Linked DNA regions of Triticum aestivum: region 1 is linked to region 2. The links are chromatin contacts, called in public Hi-C maps. All regions are on one chromosome and are shown on one strand. The core of a region is the stretch at or near the end of the contact, and the rest is flanking DNA. Distances in the headings are between cores, read along the strand shown. Region 1 holds the start of LOC123180289 (glutamate--cysteine ligase B, chloroplastic). Region 2 holds the start of LOC123180287 (prolycopene isomerase, chloroplastic).

Region 1 (6,140 bases), core at 389-2,888, 230 kb after region 2:
GAAAAGAAGGAAATACATGTATAAATAGAAAATTTAAAATATAATCAGCAGTCAGATCATGGTACACCCTCTCTCCTCTCCGACAACTGCGGTGGCGAAACTGATTTAATGACGGGAACAACATCGACAAAAAACACAACACACTCCAAGACTTCGATACTGATGCAACTATGATGTCATCATTCAAGACGTCGATACTGACGCAACTATGATGTCATCATTCTAGATGTCGGTAACTGAAGCAACTGTGATGTCGTCATTCTAGACGTCGGTAACTGATGCAACTGCGATGTCGTCATTCTAGACGTCGGTAACTGACGCAACTGTGATGTCATCATTCTAGACATCGGTAACTGATGCAACTGTAATGTCATCATTCTAGACGTCAGTAACTGGCGGAACTGTGATGTCGTCATTCTTCCGTACGTGGCGTTGGCACTCGGGCCTGCAACCACCACTTAATAACCATATCGATGCTGCCCCACCGCCATGCCTACTCCCTCCTATGCCTCTCCACGTTAGGGTTTTTTTGTCACACAAAGCCCTAAAGATTTAGGGTTTGGTGATATGTGCTCCATAAGAGTTGACAAAATAGAAAACAAACTATAAATCATCAAAACCATCTTTTCAGCGTCAAAGATCATCGAGGGAGAAGTAGAATTTGACAGCTCTTTATGATTCGGGTGTCCATACATGATGGTATAAAGTGACTAAGGAAATAGTTTAGGCTGTGACGAATTGTTCAAAATATAGAGCTTTGGGAGCAATGATTGCCGAGAGCTGTTGAGTTCCTTCGGCAGGGCGATGATCGAGCATTGTGGTCGACTAGTCGTGAAGCGAATGGCGTTGCGCATGAGCTAGCTCGACATTTGCTTTATGAACAAAACTACTTTCAAGTTATGGCATGATCAGCTTCCGACTTCCTTGTTCATACTACCATTGTAAAAGACCCTGTTATAGTTGAGTAGAGTCCCCGCTCAAAAAGATGCAATAAAAAAAATTGAGTAAAGTCGCCCAAAGTTAAAAAGAAAACACTAGTAGCATAAGCGCACGTGCACTGATGCTCGCAACGGTACAGTCCGGAAAGCCACGATGATCCAGGGCGAACCTGCCCTTGAAGACGGGCAAGGTTCATTCCGATCCATGATCGTTTAAATGTACTTCCTCCGTCTGAAAATACTTGTCCAAGGAATGAATGTATCTAGATGTATTTTAGTTCTAAATACATCCATTTGTATCCATTTATACGATAAGTATTTCCGGAGTACAGGACATGGTAGCACCTGACATCTCCTCTCGACATTTTTGCTCCGTTTTCATCTTGTCTTGAACCGCAACCCGAGGGTGAAACGTGTGCTCTGGATGTCGTTTTGAGAGCGAGGCACCAAGACGAACCAGCGTGCAAAACACCATCACCATGCATGAAAAATCCTGGCGCCGCCGTGCCTACCCAGCGTCCTACCTCACCGCCGACGTCACGAGGCACCGTACAAGAACCATCGGCGAAGCTTAATTCAGCAATTAACAAGCCATAATCATTAGCGCCAGCGCCCCCACCACCGAAAAGGAAGGACTAGCAAATCACCAGCTGTCCAAATCACCCCCGCAGCCCCGGCGGCCCCTACTCTCTTCACTCACCAGCTGCACCCGCGGAGGGAGGAGCGGATTGGATGACGCGCGCAGCAGCAGCATCGCGCACTTCAAGGCGTCGTCGCTGCTGACGCGGCCGCGACCCGCCTCCCCACGACCCTGCGCGCCGCTGATGCGTGGGCCCCACCCCACCGCTTTATAACCACGCCGACGCCGCCCCCATCCCACCCCCCACACTCCCCTCCGTTCCGGACTCTCAAGCAGCAGCGGCGGACGGCGGCGCGCGCGTCTCCGTCTCCTCGCGCGGCGAATCGCAGATAGAATCGGATTGATTCTCCGTAGGTGGGTTGGGCGGGGGTTCGATGGCGACATCGTGTCGGATTCCCGCAATTCGCGCTGAACTTTTTGTTGGTTTTGCGGATTTTTCCGTGTCTCAGGTTTCTGTTTCGGCGGGTTGGGCGTGATGGCGGTCGCGTCGCGCCTGGCGGTGGCGCGGGTGGTCCAGCCGGACGGCGGCGCGGCGGGCGGGAGGAAGGGGCGTCAGGGGTTCGCGGTGGTCGGGCTCCCCGCGGCCGGGAGGAGGGGGAGGCGGCGCGGCGGGGCCGTGGCGGCCAGCCCCCCCACTGAGGAGGCGGCCAAGTTGACGGAGCCGCTCACCAAGGAGGACCTCGTCGCCTACCTCGCGTCCGGCTGCAAGCCCAAGGAGAACTGGAGGTGAGAAGCTTCCACAGATGGTGCTACTTCCCTAATGCTACTTACTGTTGGAAGTGGAACGTAGTTCTATGGTTGGAACGGCCGATTCTTACTGCCCAGCTTACTGTTTAGCGCTGCAATTGGGGATTTAGTATTCACTGTTCAGTCGCCCCTAGAGTGGTGGAGTTTTCTCACATGAATCAGTGCCTTGTAGTGACGAACTTTGTGATGCTTGCTAGTAGTTTGCACTTGTAGGAATATAAGAGGGCCGATGCATTGAAGTGACCTTTACTTTGCCTAGTTAGCAGATGAAGCTCTGCCCTTGTTCAACCAACGGGTCACATGGTACTGGTTAGCATAGTTATACTAGACTAGGAACTGAATAGGGAATACATTGTGTTATCTTGTTGGCGAATGGCGCCGCTCGTGCACTCATATAATGCTGGAAGTAGTAAAATTGCAATTTGTGCATAGAGCAACAAAAACTGATATAGTACTTGTTAATATGCTATACGTGAAAAAAGTAAGCTTAGAAATGATTGTCCTAAATGACAGAAAAAGTCTCTCTAAGCTTAGATATGCTATAATTAATGGGGCATGCTACGTGTCCGCCGGCTGATCTTTTTCAAAGATTGGCTGGGTCGCTAGCCGCCAGATCTAGCGTCATCAAGCCGTTGACGGGCATCCCAACTTTTGCAACATAGATTATGCTGCAGATTTTTTTGCAACAGAGACCATGTCGCGGAAACGTCTGTAGAGTCCTTTTTGCTACAAAGGTCATATTGCAGAATTTTTGCAACAGAGATCATGTTGCGGAAACGTCTGTAGATTTCTTTTTGCAACAGAGGTCATATTATAGACTTTCAACAGAAAGCATGTTGCAGAAGACGAACGAGAAAAAAAAAGGAAACGAGCGGCTCTCAGTCGCTAGCGATTAAGATAAGAAAGAAAAAGGATGAACGGTGATAGGGCCCACATGGGACGCGTGGTGCGCATCTGAGGTGGCGGACGATGCGCTGTAAATTGGCCGGTTGACGGGAATCTTTTCGCATACTTAATACATCTTGTTAATGTAGCGTGCTCATTTTTTTCAATCAATAAAATTTATTGGAGATGAAGATCGTTCTGGTGCCTGTGTTCAAATTATTTCAGATTTGACAATATATTTTTGTTTTTCTTGAAGTTCTGTTCCTGTATAATTCCTACCGAGTATTTCGGTTAGTTATTTGGTCCATTCCGTGAGTAAATTTTTTGTTGTACAGAATTGGCACAGAGCATGAAAAGTTTGGTTTTGATGTCGAAACATTGCGCCCTATAACGTATGATCAGATCAGTGCTATACTCAATGGGCTGTCTGAGAGATTTGAATGGGACAAGATAATGGAAGAAAACCATGTTATTGGTCTCAAGCAGGTACTATACCTGGAAAGAAATATGATATATATGGTTTTCACTCAATAGTGATTTTTGTGACAACTTATTTATATGGATGCAGGGAAAGCAAAACATTTCACTAGAACCTGGTGGCCAGTTTGAACTTAGTGGCGCTCCCCTCGAAACATTACATCAAACTTGTGCGGAGGTCAATTCACATCTTTATCAGGTAAATATCTATTAGCGAGCAAACTGTTGCATGTATAAGTATTCGCTTTTTACAGAAATTTATGAAATGTAACTTTGTGGGATTTTCACCTGTGACATATCATAATGTCATATTTAGTTCCCACCAGAAAATTCTTTTTAATCAGATTATCCTATTTCATATCCCAAAAATTGTACAAAGTCCATGCCACGAAATGTATATTCGCATCCCAACAAACCGTGCCAATTATATTGAGAACTAAACAACCACCAATATCTAGTTTCTTCTGGAAGTTTGTATCATCTTATGCGTGCATCTGTAAGACCTCCAAACCTTACTGGGCACGGAGTTAGTTTCCATTAGACTCTGTGGGTTCATGAAAACAAATTGAACTGTCTCATGGTTCTGTTTGCACATTCGCCTTCTAGGTTTTACTTGCTGAAAGTTAATTGTACTATGATGTATGTATTTTTGGTGGAGAAGGTCTATACTGTTCTATGCTATGATTTAATCTTCTGCCGGTTTTGTAGGTCAAAGCAGTTGGAGAGGAATTGGGAGTAGGATTTCTTGGAATGGGTTTTCAGCCAAAATGGGCTCTGACTGATATACCAATAATGCCCAAGGTAATTCTGTCCTTTAAACCTCATAAATGTAGGTTTTGAAGTTTGTGCTGTTGCTAGACTGTTAAAGGGCCTTTTTTTCTTTTTTATTTATATCCCAGTCTAGTTAATTTCCGAGAAATGAAGTTGCAAATCTAAGAACATACTTATGGTTTGCAGTATTAGTAGTTTATTAGTACAACATAGTTCCATGGGGCTGATATCGAAATGCTGGCTTTTGATGCACCCATTCTTGCTTGGTACACCATTAAGCAAATCCTCCACTGCAACTGTATCGAGCAATTGGCAGTTAACACAAAATGATTGATAACCCACACTGTAGTCTTCTTTCATGCACAACCTCACTTGTAATTTAGGCATATTTGCCCTATGCAACATAATTATACTGTTACTGGTTCCTGTAAAGTCTGATCATACAATTTGCTACTCTGTAGGGAAGGTATGAAATCATGAGGAATTACATGCCTAAAGTTGGTACTCTTGGCCTTGATATGATGTTCCGCACGTGCACTGTACAGGTAACTGTCATTTTTAGTTTTGTGTTCATGGGCCGTTTTGACAACTCACAGCCCTTTATTTCATTTGATATCAAACAGACTAGTATACAATATTCATGTTTCACTAAACAAGTTTAATTAAGAGTTCACTATTCTGGCATGCAGGTTAATCTCGATTTCAGTTCAGAGCAAGATATGATAAGAAAATTCCGTGCTAGCCTTGCATTGCAGCCTGTGGGTATCTGTATTATCTTCCATTCTTCCTGACAGTTTACTTTGCTGCTCTTGCACTAACATGACTTGTTCGTTTAACAGATCGCGACAGCAATATTCGCAAATTCTCCCTTTAAAGAAGGAAAACCAAATGGGTTTCTCAGTTTAAGAAGGTGTTTACTTCATAGCTTTCAGAACTTAATGTGCTGTTCTGTTGTGTGGAGCTGCTAACACATTATCATCATCTGCAGCCATATATGGACTGATACTGATAACAACCGCTCGGGGATGCTTCCTTTTGTTTTTGATGACACATTTGGGTATGCATTAATGCAAACTTCTCCTTGTTCGCCACCCAGAATGCCAGCTATTTGATTGATGGCGTCATTTTGGTCAACAACAATTCCTACATAAAATGAGGCTTCCAGTTTAAATGAGTTCTGATTATAATTTGTTCTTGGTTGCAGATTTGAGCAATATGTGGACTATGCATTGGACGTGCCAATGTATTTTGTATACCGGAACAAGACTTACATTGACTGTACTGGAATGTCATTTCGGGTCTCTTCCTGTCTCTAATATCTTAGTACTTCTGCAGTTATATGCTGTAAACTTTGTAAATGTTACTCCCTCATATCCAAAATAAGTGTTGCAGCTTTGAACTAACCTTAGTTCAAAGCTGTGACACTTTTTTTTTGGATCGGAGGGAGTATCTTATTTTGAAGCTTTTGGCTACATGACTTTAGCTGTTGGAAATTTATAGAACTCTTATTTGGCTTGTGTATTTTGCAGGATTTCATGGCAGGAAAGCTCCCACAGGTTCCAGGGGAGTTGCCCACTTTGAACGATTGGGAGAACCATCTAACAACAATTTTTCCTGAGGTTTACCTTTGATTTGGTTAGCATGGTGGCATATTAATTGGTGTTATTTCAATTCAACAATCA
Region 2 (6,203 bases), core at 256-2,755:
TTTTCATGCGGGAATTTGCTAACCAGCTCTTCGATGAAGTCATTATACTCCCTATGCACAAGAACAGAGAGAGCACCAGGTAGATGGAAATGAACCGTAGAAGGGTCTGGTATGACTTCCATCTTACATCCAACAGCTTCTAGTGCTTGCGTTATCAAATTTAAGTTTCCCTGGATGATAACACATGTCATGCTTCTTACCAAATATACCCAAACACAAAAAATACTTCATACAAAATATCTTTAAAAAAATGAATGAATGGTTTCACAACATCTGACAGCAATACAAATGTTTCCTAACAAGAAACATGTGAAAGGCACAAATCCACAGCCACTAGCCCAACGCTGTATGCCAATGTATGAGCATTTTCATGAGAGTCACACACAGGTACAGCACTGATCAACGCTACACTCTATCATGAAACATGCTGTGCACACCCTGAACATCCAGGCATTCGCACTTGGTAACAGTGGACTGCTTGGTCATGCTCATTGTCGATAAGCTGCACAGTGGTCACCTGCCCCTTGTAAGCTGTATGTAACATGGCATTGAGCCCTCAACCTCGAAATCAGGTTTGTCTCTTTAAGCAAAACAGCCCGCGAATATACTAATCATGGCATCTTCAGGCACTGGATGCCCGCAAAAAAGTAAGTCGTCAACTGATTTAAACAACCAAGCAAATCACAATTCCCCCCTCTCAGTTTACACCCAGCCTACCTTACCACGCCAGAGCACAAATTCGCAGTGCAAAGCTTTACCCCTCAAATATTTCTCTTGGTGATCACTAGGCACAGCACAGTCAAGCGCACAAGCACACGGAATCAACAAATTCACGGGCCGGAGCCAGAAATGTAACCGCGCAGCTACCTCAGTCACACTCATAGCAAATTTTGTGCTGAAAATGGAGCAATTCAAAAGCCCCGGGCAACAGTTTCAGCACAAGTGGAACGCCGGCGCTCTGCCCCGCTTTACCTTGTCGGAGAACCCGAACATGACGGAGGAGCCGACGTCGAAGGTGAACCCGTCGCGGCGGTAGTACCCGGAGCTGCCCCCGGGGATGATGTACTTCTCGAGGACCAGCACCCGGGCCCCTTTCGCGGCCAGCTGCGTGGCCGCCACCAGGCCCCCGATCCCGGACCCGACCACTATCGCGTCGTATCGCTCCCCGTCGCTTCCCTCTCCTCCGGGGGACTTCTCCACCGCCGCCGCCTGCCTCTCCGACACCACCGCCACCCTCCCCCTGCCGCCTCCGCGGGCCTCGCCGCCGAGGGGACGGGGGCGGGAGGGGCGGTGCGCGACGGGCGCGGGGAGGTGCGGGGAGCGGTGGAGGCACCGCGCCGTGAGGGGCGAGAGGAGGAGCGGCATGGCGGCGAGGCGTGGAGGCGGGGGGAACCGGCTGGGCCGTCGTTTTGTGTGGCGTCGGGTCGGGTATTTTATTCCGGCTTGGAGTGGAGTGGAGGAATCTGGCGCGGAGGGAGAAGGGTGGATGCCGCGGCGGGAAGGGGACGAAGAAAGCGAGGAGGGAGTGGAGGGGAGAGGATGAGGAGCCACGGCCGGCCGCCGACGGTGGGCCAGGGTGGTGACAATCACCTTTGTCAAGTGGTGGTCAACCCTCTCAACCGCGATCATAACCTGCTAGCCGCCGGTCGACCGGCCAGACTCCAGGCCGGTCGCGCCGCGGGCCGTTGGATCAGAAACATCCCAGCCGTTTGATCTTGGTCTCCTCGATCCTTGATCTGCCTCCCTCGTATGAACGCAGAAGAAGCACTCCCTCGTCCCTCGTCGTGCCACATCGCTGTCCCGACGCGCACCTCATCAGCGCGCACCACGTGGGGTCCATCGCCCGTGAGGGACGGCTCGCGCTTCGTCGCCATCGCAGCAACATCCCCCAGTTAGGCAGTCGAAGCTTCCGCCGCCATCACAGCACATGGCGCCATCGCAACAAACGTTGCCAGCATCGAAGCAACCGTTGTAAAGCCCCGCAGCCCCCACCCCCTCAGTCTCGGTTGCATCAATGGTCGCTCGCCGCTGTGGCATCGCAACCTACCGTCACACGATTCCAACATGCCAGATGTCAGTTTTAGCAAATTCCAGCATGCGGCGCCGATCGTGCCAGGCCAAAAACGCGGTTCCAGCAATCTGAGATGTCAGTTCCAACAAAGTAGATACACGGTTTCAGCACACGGCGGCGTCGGCTGCAGCAAAAAGGTGAGACACAAGTTCCAACGTGTTGCGTAGCCGGTGAAAACGCTAGTTCCAGCATTTTTTGTTGCCACAGACAAATAGTGTGCTCCACGGTAGTCCCAACGAACAATAGTAGCAGGCAGAGGCGCGGCGGCACGCCCCGCTCGAGTTTAAGCCCGTCGTTAGCAATATATTATTGCTCATATTTGTTATTGATAAGGGTTTTGGTAAGTGAAGCAAGAATAATATAGTACGTTGATAATATGAATCATTTCGTCGATTACATGACCTTGATGGCATACATGATTAAAAAAGTACAATAAAGTGCTGATTTAAGAGAGTAATATTATGTAGCTAGATGGTGTACGACTGTACATATGTAGATAAAGAAAAATTTGGTGAAATATATCATGGATTTTAAGCACTTTGGATTATTTGTTCTTGTTCTTCATGTTTTTTGTTGTTTTCTCTTTTCTTCATAAGAGGAGATTACAGTTACTAAATTGTATGATTTGTGGGTTTATAGACTTGATGTGTGCATTTTAATCAAGTTTATGAAGCTATCGGCCATTTTGCTTTTTCTAAATCAATAAATCAAAGAGATGATCAAAAAAGTTGTCCTTGTTTTCAATACTTTTCGCCACCCATAACCCTTGTGTCTCCTCCCCCTACTCTTTGCACACATATGGCAAACAACTCGAAATTTTTCATCTTCTCTAGTAAATTGTACCAGCGAGGCAAATTGTTGAACAATCATGATACATTTACGATGTTGCGCACAAGAGAACCCACGATCGAAGTACTTGTTGGCCTATCGGTACAGTTTCTAAGCTCCCAGGAAATCCTGGCTTGTGGTGCGTCGAGAGTGTTTGGGCAGGGATAGTGGGCCTATTTGTGAGTCGGTATTTAGCTATGTTTGGGCTTACCGTGCCGCCTCCAGAGAAACTGTCGCGGCGTCGGTGTTCAACCCTAGTCGCCTCCATCACCTCCTCTTGTGTTTGTCATCCCCTCCTCCCACCATCCACGACGCCACCCCACTGCGGTGCCCTCCCCTCCGAGCTGGCCATCTTGGTGGTGTCTACCACGACAGGGATGAAGGGGCGCGGTCGCCGGAGAAAGCGGCACTCGGCGGTGGCGCTATACTCTTTGGTCGCCTTCGTCTTCTACGTCCTATCCTTGATGCCTGTCACGCCCAATATGCGATACTATCCTAAAGAGACTCGAAGGTCCCACCAAGGATAGAACCGCATATTGACACGCTTTTGCAAGGTGGATATCATTACATCAACATTACATAATATATGGGGATACATACAAGGCATACAAATGCCGCAAGAATACATCAATAGATCATACAAGAGATCAACATCCGACTACGGATGAAACACAAACAGAAACTCAGACAATATCCACCCTGCTAGCCCAGGCTGCCGACCAGGAACCTAACCCAAGATCGACGAAGAAGAAGAAGAAGAACTCCAACACAAATAGACATCGCTCTCGCGTCATGAGCATCGCATAACATGTACCTGCAACTGGTGTTGTAGTAATCTGTGAGCCACGAGGACTCAGCAATCCCATTACCATGGGTATCAAGACTAGCAAAGCTTAATGGGCAAGGAAGGGGTAAAGTGGTGAGGCAGCAGCAGCGACTAAGCACAGTATGGTGGCTAACTTACGAAACAAGGGCGAGAAGAGGAGATAAGCAAACGGTCGCCAACTAGTAAGGATCAAGAAGTGATCCTGAACTCCTACTTACGTCAAACATAACCCCAAAATCGTGTTCTCCTCTCGAACAACCCCAAAAAGAGACAATCACGGTTACGCACACGGTTGGTGTATTTTAGAAGAGTTTACTTCAAGTTTACTACCACCGAATATTAACAAATTCCCATCTGCCACATAACCGCGGGCACGGCTCTCGAAAGTTTATACCCTACAGGGGTGTCCCAACTTAGCCCATGATAAGCTCTCACGATCAACGAAGGATATTCCTTCTCCGGGGAAGACCCGATCAGTCTCGGAATCCCGGTTACAAGACATTTCGACAATGGTAAAACAAGACCAGCAAAGCCGCCCGATGTGCCGACAAATCCCGATAGGAGCTGCACATATCTCGTTCTCAGGGCACACCGGATGAGCAAGACGTCGGGTTGGCATAGACCCTGGTTGCCCAGGGGGCGCCGGACATCGCTCGGTTTGGACCAGCACTCAGAGGAGCACTGGTCCGGAGGGTCTAAAATAAAGATGACCCTCGGGCTCTGGAAACCCAAGGGAAAAAGGCTTAGGTTGTTAGGCAAATGTAAAACCAATGTTGGGCCTTGCTGGAAGAGTTTTATTCAAAGCGAACTGTCAAGGGGTTCCCATAACACCCAACCGCGTTAGGGACGCAAAATCCGGGAACATAATACCGATATGACGGAAACTAGGGCGGCAAGAATGGAACAAAACACCAGGCATAAGGCCGAGCCTTCCACCCTTTACCAAGTATATAGATGCATTAATAATATAAGAGATATTGTGATATCCCAACATAAACATAATCCAACAAGGAGCAATCTTCAACTTCACCTGCAACTAGCAACGCTATAAGAGGGGCTGAGCAAAAGCGGTAACATAGCCAAACAACGGTTTGCTAGGAAGGGTGACAAAGGTTAGAGGTTCATGGCAATTTGGGAGGCTTGATAAGCAAGTGGTAGGTAGCGCAGCATAGCGATAGAACAAAGCAACTAGCATAGCAATGATAGTAATGAGATCCAAGGTGACGGTCATCTTGCCTGAAATCCCGCTAGGAAGAAGAACGAGTCCATGAAGAAGATGAAGCCACGAAGACGAACCAAGCGTAGTCGAACGAATCCTCACGATCGCAACGAAACTGGAACTATCGAGAAGAAGCACACAACATGGTAAACACACCACACATGAATAAGGCATGATGCTCAATCAAGTATGATGCATGACAAGGCTACAATGAGGCTACGCATGGCAAGAGATGATGCATACAAGAGCAACACATCAAAGCAAGTTTAAATGAGGCTGGAAACAACCTATAACAATTCCGGTAAGTCCTCATATGCAAATTTCGAAATTAGCCCAGATCTGAATAAACTTTATGTTCAAGTTGTTAAACAGAAAGTTAAGATACACCAAGATGATCTACACGAAATTCTAGTCAAGTTACATATAAAGTTCATTTAATTTGGAGCTACGGCCTAGAAGATATGAGCAAAACAAGTTAAACATGGCATTGATGCAAAATGCATTCAAACATCAAGCAAACACACTCAAAACATGGATGCAATAAGGTAACATGAAACTACATGCAAAACTAAGCAAGTTTCATATGGAGCACACTCAAAACGGAGCAACGGTTCAACACATACACTATACAAGTTTAAAGGACAAACTGTCCAAAACAGCAACTAGGCATCTTGCAAGTATCAAAACAACATGCTACAGCATCTCAATATGAAAACAAATGGCATGGACGTGATGTACAGGTAAAGCATTACAAAACATTAACACTGAGATATTCCCAGAAATCACTAGAACATGCTCAAAAGGACATGGCAAGATTGCAAATAATAACAGTTTCACAGACTTGGCAGAAATCACTGGACATGGCAGAAATAACATCAGGTTGCAAAGTTTAGAGCTATCAAACAACATGCTACAGGAACATATCATAGCAAACAAAAGGCATGGAATGAATCTACTAATTGCATAGAACAAAAGTCCCTTACTGATCACGAGCCAAAAAGGCACAGAAGATATGATGACACCCATGTAAACATAGCAAGTTCCATATACAGATTCAGACTTAGCAGAAAAACTGAGCATGGCATAAACAGAATTATGAAGGCATCTTTGCGAGCTCAAATCACTCATCACAAAACATTTCATGGCATGTGAGGGTAACTCACAGTAAGAAGACATGTTCATGAAGCTAAGCATGGCAATAGCATAATCATAGGGTGCATGGACCACTAGCAACAACCATGGCAAAATTGATTAACATA

The links. A called contact is a pair of places that touch in the nucleus more often than the background predicts.
Region 1: a contact with region 2 is called in a Hi-C map of leaf, with 2.0 times the contacts expected there. The contact joins the promoter of LOC123180289 here to the promoter of LOC123180287 in region 2. A contact is called at or near these places in 2 of 5 Hi-C or Micro-C datasets (both in leaf) and 1 of 1 datasets of contacts at active chromatin or transcription factors (leaf).

What each region holds. Positions count from the first base shown.
Region 1 is chr1D:59,125,069-59,131,208 of IWGSC CS RefSeq v2.1, forward strand. It overlaps LOC123180289 (glutamate--cysteine ligase B, chloroplastic), which reads left to right and starts at 1,639. Exons shown (of 16, transcript XM_044592285.1): 1 at 1,639-1,932; 2 at 2,028-2,304; 3 at 3,546-3,696; 4 at 3,779-3,886; 5 at 4,396-4,488; 6 at 4,920-5,003; 7 at 5,148-5,216; 8 at 5,298-5,368; 9 at 5,447-5,515; 10 at 5,663-5,756; 11 at 5,988-6,077. The coding sequence starts at 2,054.
Region 2 is chr1D:58,895,708-58,901,910 of IWGSC CS RefSeq v2.1, forward strand. It overlaps LOC123180287 (prolycopene isomerase, chloroplastic), which reads right to left and starts at 1,506. Exons shown (of 13, transcript XM_044592281.1): 1 at 973-1,506; 2 at 1-170. The coding sequence starts at 1,365.